2 separate regions of the Sus scrofa genome follow, and region 2 is linked to region 1. The links are chromatin contacts, called in public Hi-C maps. All regions are on one chromosome and are shown on one strand. The core of a region is the stretch at or near the end of the contact, and the rest is flanking DNA. Distances in the headings are between cores, read along the strand shown.

Evidence for each region. A called contact is a pair of places that touch in the nucleus more often than the background predicts.
Region 2: a contact with region 1 is called in a Hi-C map of embryonic fibroblasts, with 1.7 times the contacts expected there. The contact joins the promoter of MAPK7 here to the enhancer-like site in region 1. A contact is called at or near these places in 4 of 47 Hi-C or Micro-C datasets (embryonic fibroblasts, epiblast stem cells, heart right ventricle and 1 more).

Annotation. Positions count from the first base shown.
Region 1 is chr12:59,932,899-59,939,523 of Sscrofa11.1, reverse strand. It overlaps ALDH3A2 (fatty aldehyde dehydrogenase), which reads left to right. Exons shown (of 11, transcript XR_002337385.1): 11 at 1,529-2,686. LOC100525483 (multidrug and toxin extrusion protein 2) reads right to left here. Exons shown (of 17, transcript XM_021067932.1): 14 at 6,290-6,422; 15 at 6,116-6,210; 16 at 4,962-5,046; 17 at 3,629-4,169. The coding sequence ends at 3,746. Among named protein-coding and RNA genes, the nearest start is that of ALDH3A2, 17 kb to the left of the region's middle. Within about 2 kb of position 2,268, at least 26 of the 83 cell types and tissues checked have an H3K27ac peak or open chromatin away from gene starts, as enhancers often do. A contact at or near this core is called in embryonic fibroblasts and subcutaneous adipose tissue, where this site is marked.
Region 2 is chr12:60,144,209-60,150,736 of Sscrofa11.1, reverse strand. MAPK7 (mitogen-activated protein kinase 7) reads left to right here and starts at 1,994. Exons shown (of 6, transcript XM_021067952.1): 1 at 1,994-2,600; 2 at 3,137-3,302; 3 at 3,877-4,955; 4 at 5,055-5,641; 5 at 5,899-6,032; 6 at 6,139-6,528. The coding sequence starts at 2,369. The coding sequence ends at 6,295. It overlaps MFAP4 (microfibril-associated glycoprotein 4), which reads right to left. Exons shown (of 6, transcript XM_021067955.1): 6 at 6,523-6,528.

The DNA of each region.
Region 1 (6,625 bases), core at 1,019-3,518:
CTCAGCAGGTTAAGGATTGGGCATTGTCACTACCGTGGCTTGGGCTCAATCCCTGCATGCTGTGGGTGTGGTCCAAAAAATTAAAAAAAAAAAACGATTCTGAATCTAAACTGTACATTTACTTGAGAAAGCTTTATTGGCTGTAATTGCCACACATTTTCCTGAAATTGCTTTTTTGCACTTTGTAGTTATTTGTTTGTATACTTGGATATGATTTTGGGGGGGGCTTTTTTTTTTCTTGCTTTTCAGGGCCGAACCTGCTGCATATGGAGGCTCCCAGGCTAGGGGCTGAATCGGAGCTGTAGCCGCCGGCCTACACCACAGCCAGAGCAATGCGGGATCTGAGCCGTGTCTGTGACCTACACCACAGCTCACGGCAACGCCAGATCCTCCATCCAGGATCTAAGGCCAGGGATTGAACCCGCGTTCTCATGGATGCTAGTCAGGCTCATTACTGCTGGGAACTTCCTTGGGTATGATTTTAATATCACTTGACTGGTGTTAGAATGGAAATAGGAAGCAGCGACTATCAATCCAGCAGGAGCACCTTGAACCTCAGTTGAGGGGGATTTTCTCTGTCCACTTAAAAATATGTACAGAAGTACACAGAAGCCACTGCGCCCCACTCCCAGGTGGCAAACAACCGTCTCTCCCATTCCTCTGCCTCCCATCGCCGTAACACCAGGGGCTGCCGCCTGAATTCAGCCCATCTCAAGCAATTTGAAAAGAGCTCTAAGTTCACAGTACTCGCTGCCCGAAGCGAGTTTCCAGAAACCAGCTTTCCTCCAAGGTTACTAGCCTGGGCCCTGGGTGGGCCACACAGAGCATATTTCCATAATCCACGGGCTCAGATCTCAAGAGAAGGCGCGCGGTCGGGGCGGGGGGAGTTCCCTGGTGGTCTACTGGTGAGGGCTTATCACTGTTACCGCTGTGGCCCAGGGTTCAGTCCCTGGTCTGGGAACTGAGATCCCACATCACGCCTTGGCCAAAAATACACACACACACACACACAGTCAAGTCCCAGCAAAACTCGACATAAGCTACAGAAGGCACTGGAAGAGCTTTAAAAAGTTGAGGACTATAAAAAGTTAAAATGAATCGGGGTCGTTAGGCCTTTGAAAATTAAACGAGACGTCTGAACTCTGAGGATGGGCAGCTTCTGAAACCTCAGGGGCGCTGGTGAAATCCCGCGCGCACCCAGGAGTCTGGGGAGCAAACGGTGCGTCACGGTCGGAGCTCGTGCAGACGCAGCCCCCTGCTCCCCACCTTGGCCGGCGAATGAGTCCCTTCCACTCCTGTCTCGCCCTGGCCCAGCACCCTGTCTCCTCTCCTCCTGTCCTGTTGCTGCCGTTCTCGGGGGAGGCCTCACTGCTCATCCTCAGCCCCCCACACTAGACTCCTCGGGGTACCCGGGCCCTTTAGAGGCTCCTAGGAAGTGGCGCAGGAGGTACCTGTTAGGGCCCCGATCCAGGGCAGGGCGGGTGGGTGTGAGCCTGCAGGTGACCGGACACCTCTCTCCTCTCCCCAGGCTGGATACCGCTGAAGGAGCTGCCTGTGCTGCCGACGCCTTGTCTCTTCCATTTTTCTATTAAACAGCTAATGAACCAATAATTTTTAAATCCTACCAAAAATAGTAGAAGATACACAAACGCACCGTGATGGAACCTGAGAGTCACTGCCACTCACTGTCTTTCCAGCCAGAGCCCCACGCCCCCACCCAGGGCTAAGGGTCCTGGGAGGACCCCATCCCGCTGGGTCCCGGGCCCTGGAGCCCTGGGCTGGGGAGCAGCGCCCACTCCCCCCCCCGCGAAGCATCACCCGGAAACCTTCCAGAGCCAGCCCCGCCCTGGTTTCCAGGCCTTCCCAGCCTCCATTCCAGGTTCGAGGCCCTCGAGCTAGGGTCGGGCTGGGGTCCCCGTCGCTCACCATTGAGACTTGAAGACCAGACCCGCGGGCATCTCCCTTTCTCGTCTCTGCTCCGTCCTGTCCTGTGCTTGGGGTGCGACGGTCCCTTGTGGCTGTCCACACTCGGTTTCCGACGTCGCTAGAGCGTCCAGTGCGTCCTAAGGCTTCCTGGAAGACAGCGGCCAACGCGTGCACGCGGCTTTCATCTGCCCTCCTCAAGTGGAGCTGCTGCAGAATTTAAACCCTAACGTGCATTTTAACGCTGTAACAAAAGTGCTTGTAAACTCTGCGAGGACAGCGCGGGCCCCACGGAAGGGGACAGAAGACAGGAAGCGCCGGGGTTCTTTAGCCAAATGGAAAGTCTCACAAAGAGCCTGGGGCGGGTCCTGGCCACAGGCCCCACTTCCTCCACCCCCAACCCCTACACGCACGCATGCACGTGCTTGGCAAAATCCACCACTGAATCGGCAAATGTGACTCACTTTACAGGACGTATAATTCACTCTGGGGGATGAGTGTGTTTTGCGTCTCATTAGGCGTCTGTCTGGAGGATGTTGCCTCACAGGGCGAGGTGTCAAGAATTAGTCACGAGGCTGGTTTAGGAACAAGCTGCTGAGACGGGCTCCACCTGTCAGAAGCACAAGGCATCTCAGACAAAACTCCACCACGGAATGTTCATTTGATACATTCGATTGTACATCACTTTCTAGCTAAACGATACTGACTTGTCTACTAGTAGATTCTGCTTCGAAATAAATACATTTAGTGAAACTGCCATGAATTATGATAAAAATGCTGGTTATTCAGAGCTGCTCTGTGGGAGACACGTCTACGCTTTCTCCAACTCTGAATCCATGTTTTGCCTTTATCCCCCAACGATGGCCCGTGGCCAGCTGTCTTTAGGTCCGGCTTTCTCCTTTTAAGTTCTCACCCAAGAAGATCTTCTCAAGCTTTACCTGGTCACTCGTAGGTCTTTGCTTTTTCAAGTCGTCTCCACAGCGAGTGGGTTTTTCCCCACTGTGTTCTCCTCTCCCACGTGCTGACCACGGGCACATTCCCAGGACGCCAGCCCCACCCCGATCCCCTGCCGCCCGCGTGGCCAGAGCACCCAGCAGGGTGCTTGCAGTCTGGGGGCTTCAGAACCTGAGCCGCGCTGGCGCCTGTGGTTTCCCAGACTTCCTGCAGCCCCAACCCCTGCCTCAGTCCTCGCTCTCAGGACACACGATGGCGCTGCCCCTGGCCCCTTGCTTTAGGGGCGCGAGCTAAGCTATTTGTGTCACAGGCGAGGGTGCCGGCTTTGGGGGCTGGAACCACAGCACGGGGATGCTTTGGCACCGGGGTTCACACACCCTTTCCCCTACTGGCCATTTGGCCAACGTGTTCATTGCCACCGACGCCGCAGGGATAGTGGTGACAGAGGCCACACGGCCCCCGCCCCGGGCGGCGGGGCGCGGCCTGGAGCCTGTCCCCAGGCTCAGAAGCATCCTAGAACATGGGGCAGCGCCACAGTCCATCCTGAAGCCACGTGGCCAAACCATCCGGGTTTCACGGGCCTTGTTTGTATCCCAGCGCTGCCGAAAGAGGCGGTTTCTCAAGGTCTGCGACAAGTGACAACGCGGATGCCAAGGAAGGGCTGGCGGAAGTGGGGCGGGGCTTAGGCGACCGCCCCGCCCCCACCTGCAGGGCGCGCGTGCGCAGGACGCGGATGGGGGTTGCAGCCAACTGCCTAGAAACACGTACTTTTTAATGTTACAGCCACGTTTGCAATTTTGATTCGAAATCTCCCGTCTGAAACCATTTACATTACTGAGTAACAGTAGCGACACCCGAGGGCCATCGCTCAACTGGCTGGTGTCGTCTGAAGAGCAGTCCGAGTCAGAGGACCAGGCGATCTGCCGCGAAGCCGAGTCCCTGTCCCAGAGGCGTCCCTGCAGGGAGGCCTGGTTTTGGGGGTGGCCCCAGGCGCCCCCCGCTCCCGGGTCCCATCGGTGCTCTGATGGGTGGGCGCCTGCCCTCGCCTCCTTCCTGTGTCCAGCTGTCGGGCTAGGGCCTGGCTATCAGGACCCTGATGAGCAGCCCGGCCAGCAGCGTGGCTACCGCCACCCCCAGGGCAGCCCCGCGGCGCAGGGCCAGCTGCGTGGCTGACAGTCTGCTGGAAGGAGCCGGCAGAGCCTGCGCTGCCTCTGGAGTCCCCGAGAGGGCCAGGTGGCACTCGGGCCTGGAGTATGTCGTCAGGGTCACGCCAGGAGGGCTGCCTGTGGCCACTGCAGAGGCAAATGGGGGCAGGCTCAGCCGCAGGGCGGGGGAGGCCCGGCCTGGGCTGCACGGCAGGGTCAGAGGGCGGAGTCACGTGGGAGAGCATCTTAAACTGCAGATCTGACGCCCAGGCCAAGCTGGGATCAGACGCCATGTGGGCCTGAGCCTGGGTGGTGACATCTGACACATGGTCGGGAACTTTCACCGGCGACTTCGGACGGCACGTTTCGTGCTGCCTCACGACGTCCTGGTCATGGCCCAGGCTCCCTGCTGCACCCATCGACGCCCAGCCCAGGCCAAGGTGAGGCGCCTAGGTGACCAGGGCTCTGGGCTGTGGCCATGCCCACCTGGCGCTCAGCATCCCTCGGGGCGGCAGAGCACCTGGGACCTGAGCCAGGCTGTCACCTGATCGCGCAGACGACATATTTAAGAAGTGCCTGTCTGATGAGGTGCAGAGAGACAGACAGAAGGTGCCCCCACCCCAGGCTAGTTAGTGGAGCCAGGCTGACCTGCCTGGACAGCCAGCTGCAGGCTGGGATGCGGCCACCGGTGACCGCACGCTCTAGGCCCTGGCGGCCCAGGCCCTGACCTCGTCCCTCCTCTCCAGCTGCAGGACGAGGAGGGGACCTAAGCGCTTCCCCACCTGAGATGGGACCGAGGCCCACTGCCCCCCAGGCCAGGACATAGGGGACCTGCTTCCCGGGACCTGCTTAGACGGCAGACGTCCACTGGCCCTCCTGGCACTTAGGACGCATGTTCCATCACACTGAGGGGGAAAAGCAACACCCAGGGTCTGTTACCTGAAGACGTGACCACTTTCTCGGGCCCGGGCCTGGGGGCCGTGCTCTCGGTGCTCCTCGGCGGCAGCCCCACGTTTTTCTGAGCCTGGAGAGAGAGGCGCCTGGGTCAGCCTGCCGGCCTCCGTGCTCCTGCCTCACCTTGAACGCCCTGCGGGCTGAGCAGGACCCAGCCACACCTGGCCATGCCTCGGAGGCCCCAGGTCCCCGCAATAGAGCACACATCACAATGTGCACAGGGTTTTCTGGTTTCCTGGCGCATGTAAAAGTTGCATTTGCACTATACTGCAGTTGGTTAAGCGTGCAATAGCGTTATACCTAAAAAAAAATCCTTAATTAAAAAACACTTCACTCTGGAGTTCCCTGGTAGCTCAGCGGGGTAAGGACTCAGTCCCTGGCCTGTAACTTGCATCCACATGCCATGGGTACAACCAAAAGAAAAAGTACTTTGTTGCTAAAAATTACTACCGTCTTCAGAGCCTTCACTGAGTCACCACCTTTTTGCAATAGTAACAGATCACACCTCAATTTAAGGACAGAATAAGAAGAAGAAAGTTTGAAATGTGCTGAGGATTAGCCACATGTGACACAGAGTCACAAAGGGAGCAACTGCCGCTGGGAACACAGCGCCCACGGACCTGCTCAGTGCAGGATCACCTTGAACTTGGAGAAACTGCAGTGTCTGAATTGCAATAAAGTGAGGTCAGCCTGTGTTCACAACTGGGAGGCTTTCCAGCGGTGGTGTTTGCAATCTCTGTTAATCTGCCGTCTCAGACGCCAGGAGAACTTGATCCACAGTCCAAGGCCACCCTCCACACCTGGCCTTCAGCCTCTGCTGTGGCCTAAGTGTGTCAGAAAGGCCAGTGCCAGCCTGCCCTGTTTGAGCTTTTCCAAGAGCATGTGGACAGGCTGCTGCCATTACCTCTCCCCGAGTCCCGGCCACCCTCGGGGCTCCCCCGGGGGCAGCGGGCCGGAGCCCTTTGCTCAGCTCGGCCTTTGGCAGCAGGGCTGCAGGGGGCAGTGTCTGGCGGGGTTTCGCTTTGCAGCTTGAGGGGCCCCCGCTGACACTGCACCACCTGGGGTCTGGAGGCGGCGACGGAGCCGATGCTGCGGCACGGGGGGCCCTCTGACGCCCACCCCAGGGACCCGCCACTCACCTCCTCTGCAGCCTGCTTCCAGTCCATCCGCGCCGTGTAGGTGACAAAGGCGACAGCGGCCAGCAGGGCGCAGGCCAGCATGCCCAGCCAGAGGCCTGCGGGACACAGGTGACCGATGGGCGCCTCCGACGACGGCCTCCCAGGCCTCCCCCGGGCTCCCCCCACACCACGTACCCAGAATGCCCATCCTGACCACAAAGGTCAGCACGATGCCCAGCGGGAGGCCGACGGCGTAGTACATGATGGCGTTGACAATGGCCCCGAAAGCCTGCCTGCCGGTTCCTCGGAGGACCCCGCCGTAGACACACTGCGGAGGCAGGGGAGGGTCAGGGGCGCCGAGGCTGACGCCGGGAGGACCTGCGGGACTACACCTGCGTCTCTGCCCACCCCCGCCGCCGCCCAGGCCCACGGCACGGGCCCAGGATGGGCACCTGCCCGGGTTACCCAGAAGCAGCTGCATTGCCGGCACCATCTCCCCAGGCCACAGCCCCGGGCTCCCCACTGTGGCTG
Region 2 (6,528 bases), core at 745-3,244, 210 kb before region 1:
CTGAAAAAGAAAAATAAAAAAAGGTTGACACATGCCACAACAAGGAGGAAACTTGAAAATGTTATACCGAGTGAAAGAAGTCAGGCACAGAAGGTCACAAACATAGGATTCCATTGATGGGAAGCATCCAGAATAGGCAAGTCCAGAGACAGGAAATAGATCAGTGGCTTCCAGGGGCCGGGTGAGGGGAAATGAGTGACTGATGGGGTTTTTTGGGGGTGGGGTGACAAAAATGTTGTGAAATCAGGCAGTGGTGATGGTTGCACAACTCTGCGGACACACTAAATCCACATACTGAACTGTACGCAGTATATGTTTTATGGTATGAAAATTGTATCTCAAAAAAGCTGTTAAAGAGTGAGAGATCCCCCTAGCTTTGATACTCAGTGATCATCAGGAAAAGAGTAAATGATTTGTTATCTCTTGTAAAGGGGAGGTGGATAAGAATGTATATTAATGGAGTTCCCGTCATGGTGCAGTGGTTAACGAATCTGACTAGGAACCATGAAGTTGCAGGTTCTATCCCTGGTCTTACTCAGTGGGTTAAGGACCCGGCATTGTCCTGAGCTATGGTGTAGGCCACAGAGGTGGCTCGGATCCTGCGTTGCTGTGACTGTGGTGTAAGCTGGTGGCTACAGCTCCCATTGGACCCCTAGCCTGGGAACCTCCATATGCCACGGGTGCGGCCCTGAGATAGCAAAAAAAAAAAAAAAAAAAAAAAAAAAGAGGGAGAGAGACCAAGATTTTTTTCACTTGAGTATTGTTTGAGTTTTGAGCCATGTGAAACAACTTTTTCTCAAAGTAGTCAGTTGTCAGATGCAGCGAGCTCATAAGGCAAGGCTGAAGAATGTTGGTTAACTGATGACTTTGGAGTTCCCTGGTGTCTCAGCGGGTTAAGGATCCAATGTTGTCACTGATGTAGCTTGGGTTTGATCCCTGGCCTGGGAACTTCCGCATGCCTCAGGCGTGGCTAAAAGAAAAAAAAAAAAAGGTGATTGATGGCTTTTCCAGGACGGAGTCACGGTGGAAGTAAAGCAGCTCATGGCGCATTCAAAAGTGAGTGAGAAACGGAGTTGTTGCCAGAGAATGCCTGTAACTTGTCTACCCATCCCAGCTAAAACATGCAGAGGAAGCACTTGAACGATTCACAGTTTGTCAACCTCTTCTGATACTTTCTGCTTTATTCCCGGATCAGACGGGACGGTCACACAGCCAGCCATCGGGTCCCCTGCGGCCTGGGGCGCCGCATCGGCTCGGGCCCCGCCCTGCCCTCTCCGGGCACAGCTGACCCTGCGGGCCTGTCTGCTGCCCCGCAGCCTCGGCGCGGGAGTCGCTGCACCCAGCCACCCTGCGGAGGGGTCGCGCCCGAGGCCGAGGCCCCGGGCCGCCGGAAGCTGAGCGGAGAGGACCAGCCACCGGAGGACCGGGATCTCTGGTGGGATGTGGCCGACCACCGGCTACCTGGGATGACAGATTCCCAGCGTTGGGTTCCCGGGACCCATCGGGGAAACGGAGGACGTAACCCCAGGGGTGGTAGGTAGGGGCTGACAAGGGAAGAGGCGCCTAAAGGAGGAGGACGTCCCGATGCGGCCGCCAGGGTGGCATCCGGCCACCTCATCCCCCCAAGCTCCCGGGACCAGCCGCGGCAGCTGGGCGCAGATGCCCCTGCCCGTGGGGAGCGCGCGCGCGGGGGGCGGTGCCTCCCAGTCTCGCGGCGCCCGGGGCTGCCAGCGCGCATGCGTGCGAGGCCGGCGCCAGGCCGCAGCGCCCCTGTGGAGCGCCGAGTGCCTGCTGGGCGGCTCCCGCCAGCGGACTGGCCGGCGGTGCGCGCGCTGGTGGAGGCGGGGCTTCCTCGGCAGGGGGGCCCGGATTGGGCTCAGCCAGTGGAAGGGGTGGGTGCCTCCGCCGAGGCCATCCAGGGATTGGCCAGAGCCTGCGGAGGCGTGGTCTCGGGGGGCGGGGCGGGGACCGGCCCGGCAGAATGCGCGCCGCTGAGGTGGTGGTGGAGGCGGCGGTCTAGGGAGCGGGAGGGTCTTCGGGTCCCCCACCCCGACCGGGGGCCGGGAGGCCGGGGACCCCAGGAGGCGGGGGCCCGCGACCTCCAGGGCTCGGGCGGCGTCGGGGTGAGGCGCCGGGCGCCGAGCGCGGCCCGAGAAGAGCGGGCGCCCCGCCCCTCGCTTTCTTCCTGGACCGCGCCTCGCGGCACCTCCCCCACCGCCGACCCCGCGCCCCGCGCGGACCTGAGCCCGGGGCCCGCGCGCGCGGTGGGGGACGCGGGCTGCGCGCATCGCTCGCTCGGGCCGGCCGGGTGCGGGGCCCCTGAGCCCGGCGGCGGGCCCCTCTTCCCCAGCGTTTCCGCGCAGACGCCATGGCCGAGCCCCTGAAGGAGGAAGACGGCGAGGACGGCTCCGGGGAGCCCCCCGGGCCGGTGAAGGCGGAACCCGCCGGCCCCGCCGCCTCCGTGGCGGCCAAGAACCTGGCTCTGCTGAAGGCCCGCTCCTTCGACGTGACCTTCGACGTGGGGGACGAGTACGAGATCATCGAGACCATCGGCAACGGGGCCTACGGGGTGGTGTCTTCCGCGCGCCGCCGCCTCACGGGTGAGCGCCGGCGGGCGGGCCGGGGTGTGCACACTGGGGGCCAGGCGCCCGGTGCCCGCTTGTGCAGGGCCCAGGTCTCTGCAGCCCCGGCGCGGTGGGTGCCAGCGCATCGGTTCGCGTCCTCCTCAGAAAGTCGAGCGTCCGGGTGAGACCAGGGTGCAGATTTCCCGGAACGTGTTCCGGAGCCGAGGCTGGCGCAGGCGGTTGGCGGTGCCATAGCTGGGGGCAGAGATGGGCCGAGCAGGGCGCTAGCACGGCGTTGGAGTCTAGACTCTACCCCTCGCCGGCTGGCAGCGCCGCCCGCAGGGAGCCCCGGCTCCACGTGTCTTCGTGGGCTCTGAGCACCTGCCGGGGAGAGGAGGAGGGGCAGCTGGTGGTGCAGGTGCTGTGCTGAGCCCAGGACCGGGCACACAGTAGGCGCTCGGTGCAGGGAAGCTGTTGTCCCTGCGTCTTAGAAGGGAGGGGGTGAAAGGGGCCGCGCGCCACTCCGAGCTCCGCCAAGGTCCCTCAGGGCATCCGCTTTCCCTGCGCCCCAGGCCAGCAGGTGGCCATCAAGAAGATCCCTAACGCTTTTGACGTGGTGACCAACGCCAAGCGGACCCTCCGGGAGCTGAAGATCCTCAAGCACTTCAAGCACGACAACATCATCGCCATCAAGGACATCCTGAGGCCCACCGTGCCCTACGGCGAGTTCAAGTCTGTGTAAGGAGGGGCGGCGGGAGGCAGAGCGGGCACCTTTTCGGAAGGCTGGGGCCATAGCGCTCAAGTTCTGGACCTTGTGCAAGGCAGGCTGGGCAACCTCCCACCATCCCAAGACCAGGGCTCCCTTGGGGTTTTGCCGGGGCCACCCGAGATTCCTCCGGAAGAGCGTGAGGTAGCTGCGTAGGATGGCAACGCGCGGGCTGGCAGAGGGAAGCCCCGCATTCCGTGTCTACCATGGCTGCTCCCCTAGCAGACATCACTAATCAATCACAGACTACGGAAGCCCCTCCCGTCTCCATCACCGTCTTCCATGAGCCACTACCAGACCTCCCCCGACAAAACCTATTGGCCAGGCGGGTTTAGCCCAAGCCCACCTTTTCTCTGGTGGCGACACTAGTAGTTTCCCTTAAGTTCATGGAAAGTTGTAGGACATCTAGAATCTTCACACCACCTGGGTGGCGCCTACAGCATCTGAGAGTTAGGCCCCGACCCGTCTGGAGCTGGGAGAGCTGGGTGAGGATGGGGCTGGAGCGTCACCAGGACCCCCCGCCCCCCGCCTCTCCCCTGCCCTCAGCTACGTGGTCCTGGACCTGATGGAGAGCGACCTGCACCAGATCATCCACTCCTCGCAGCCGCTGACGCTGGAGCACGTGCGCTACTTCCTGTACCAGCTGCTGCGGGGCCTCAAGTACATGCACTCGGCTCAGGTCATCCACCGCGACCTCAAGCCGTCCAACCTGCTGGTGAATGAGAACTGCGAGCTGAAGATCGGGGACTTTGGCATGGCCCGCGGCCTGTGCACCTCGCCCGCGGAGCACCAGTACTTCATGACCGAGTACGTGGCCACGCGCTGGTACCGCGCCCCCGAGCTCATGCTCTCGCTGCACGAGTACACGCAGGCCATCGACCTGTGGTCCGTGGGCTGCATCTTTGGGGAGATGCTGGCCCGGCGCCAGCTCTTCCCGGGCAAAAACTACGTGCACCAGCTGCAGCTGATCATGATGGTGCTGGGCACCCCGTCGCCGGCCGTGATTCAGGCCGTGGGGGCGGAGCGGGTGCGGGCCTACATCCAGAGCCTGCCGCCTCGCCAGCCCGTGCCCTGGGAGACCGTGTACCCGGGGGCCGACCGCCAGGCCCTCTCCCTTCTGGGCCACATGCTGCGTTTTGAGCCCAGTGCCCGCATCTCAGCCGCTGCCGCCCTCCGTCACCCCTTCCTGGCCAAGTACCACGACCCGGATGACGAGCCCGACTGTGCCCCGCCCTTTGACTTTGCCTTTGACCGTGAAGCCCTCACCCGGGAGCGCATCAAGGAGGCCATTGTGGCCGAGATCGAGGACTTCCACGCGCGGCGAGAGGGCATCCGCCAGCAGATCCGCTTCCAGCCTTCCCTGCAGCCTGTGGCCAGTGAGCCCGGCTGCCCCGACGTTGAGATGCCCAGTCCCTGGGCTCCCAGCGGGGACTGTGCCATGGAGTCCCCTCCGCCGGCCCCACTGCCGTGCACCGGCCCTGCGCCCGACACCATCGATCTGACCCTGCAGCCACCCCCGCCGGCCAGTGAGCCAGCCCCTCCAAAGAGGGAGGGTGCCATCTCGGACAACACCAAGGCCGCCCTCAAGGCCGCCCTGCTCAAGTCCTTGCAGAGCCGGCTCCGAGGTGCGTGGCAGAGGCGGTGGCTGGCTGGGGAGTGGGGCCGAGGGGACCCCCCCCAGCCTGGACGGGCTCTTAGTGTCACCCTGCCCGTCTTCCCCACAGATGGCCCCAGCGCCCCCCTGGAAGCTCCTGAGCCTCGCAAGCCGGTGACAGCCCAGGAGCGCCAGCGCGAGCGGGAGGAGAAGCGGCGGCGGCGGCAGGAGCGAGCCAAGGAGCGGGAAAAGCGGCGGCAGGAGCGGGAGCGCAAGGAGCGGGGAGCCGGGGCCTCGGGGGGCCCCTCCGCCGACCCCTTGGCCGGGCTGGTGCTCAGCGACAATGATCGCAGCCTGCTGGAGCGCTGGACTCGCATGGCCCGGCCCCCGGCCCCCGCTCCAGGGCCGCTGCCAGCCCGGCCTCCCAGCCCACCCTCTGGCCCCGCAGCCCAGCCCGCTGCGCCCCCGCCGCAGCCTGCCTGCCCGGCCCCGGGCCCTGGGCCTGGGCCTGCTCCACTCCAAACCGCTGCCTCCTCCGGCCTCCTGGCCCCGCCGTCGCTGGTGCCTCCCCCTGGGCTGCCCGGCCCCAGCGGCCTGAGCGTTCTGCCTTATTTCCCCTCTGGCCCACCCCCTCCAGACCCCGGGGGCGTCCCTCAACCCTCCACCTCAGAGTCCCCCGACGTCACCCTCGTGACCCAGCAACTGTCCAAGTCACAGGTGAGGGGAGAGGCCTGGCTGTGGGCGCACGCGGATCTGAGCCTAGGGGGAGGGTTTGGGAGGCCCTTGTTCTGTGCGAACCGAGCGGCAGGCGGGGCACCATCCCTCCTGACGGGTCCCCTTGCTCCCAGAAGGAACTCGGGTCTTTGGGGGCACCAGCTGCTCAGCGGGTGTCCAGGCAGTGCTGGGACAGGCGCCCTGCAGACCTGGCAGCTCTGGACGGTGCCTGCGTTGTAAGTTGCCATCGTCCCCTGCAGGTGGAAGACCCCTTGCCCCCCGTGTTCTCGGGCACCCCAAAGGGCAGCGGGGCTGGCTATGGCGTCGGCTTTGACCTGGAGGAATTCCTCAACCAGTCTTTCGACATGGGCGTGGCTGATGGGCCCCAGGACGGGTAAGTGCTGGGCCTCCGCTGGGGCAGGGGGTGCGGCTCCCCGGGCCGGGGGCCCTGCCTGTGGGACAGGCTGACGGCGCCTCTGCCTCCCCACCCTCCGTGTCAGCAGCCAGGCAGACTCGGCCTCGCTCTCGGCCTCCCTGCTTGCCGACTGGCTCGAGGGCCACGGCATGAACCCCGCTGACATCGAGTCCCTACAGCGTGAGATCCAGATGGACTCCCCGATGCTGCTGGCTGACCTGCCCGACCTCCAGGAGCCCTGAGGCCCCTCGTCTGTGCCTTGCTGCCAGGGGCAGACCCAGCTCCAAGACCCCTAGGGACAGTCCCCAGGCCTCCGGGACCCACAGGGACGGTCTCCAGGGCTGGAGCCGAGCCCAGCCAGGAAGCTCAGCTCGGTTCTCCTGCAGGTTCATCTCACACCCACCCTGCAGCCTTAAGCAGCCACCTGAGCCAGCACGAGCCACAGCAGGAGGGGAAGCCTTTATCCCCGTGCGAT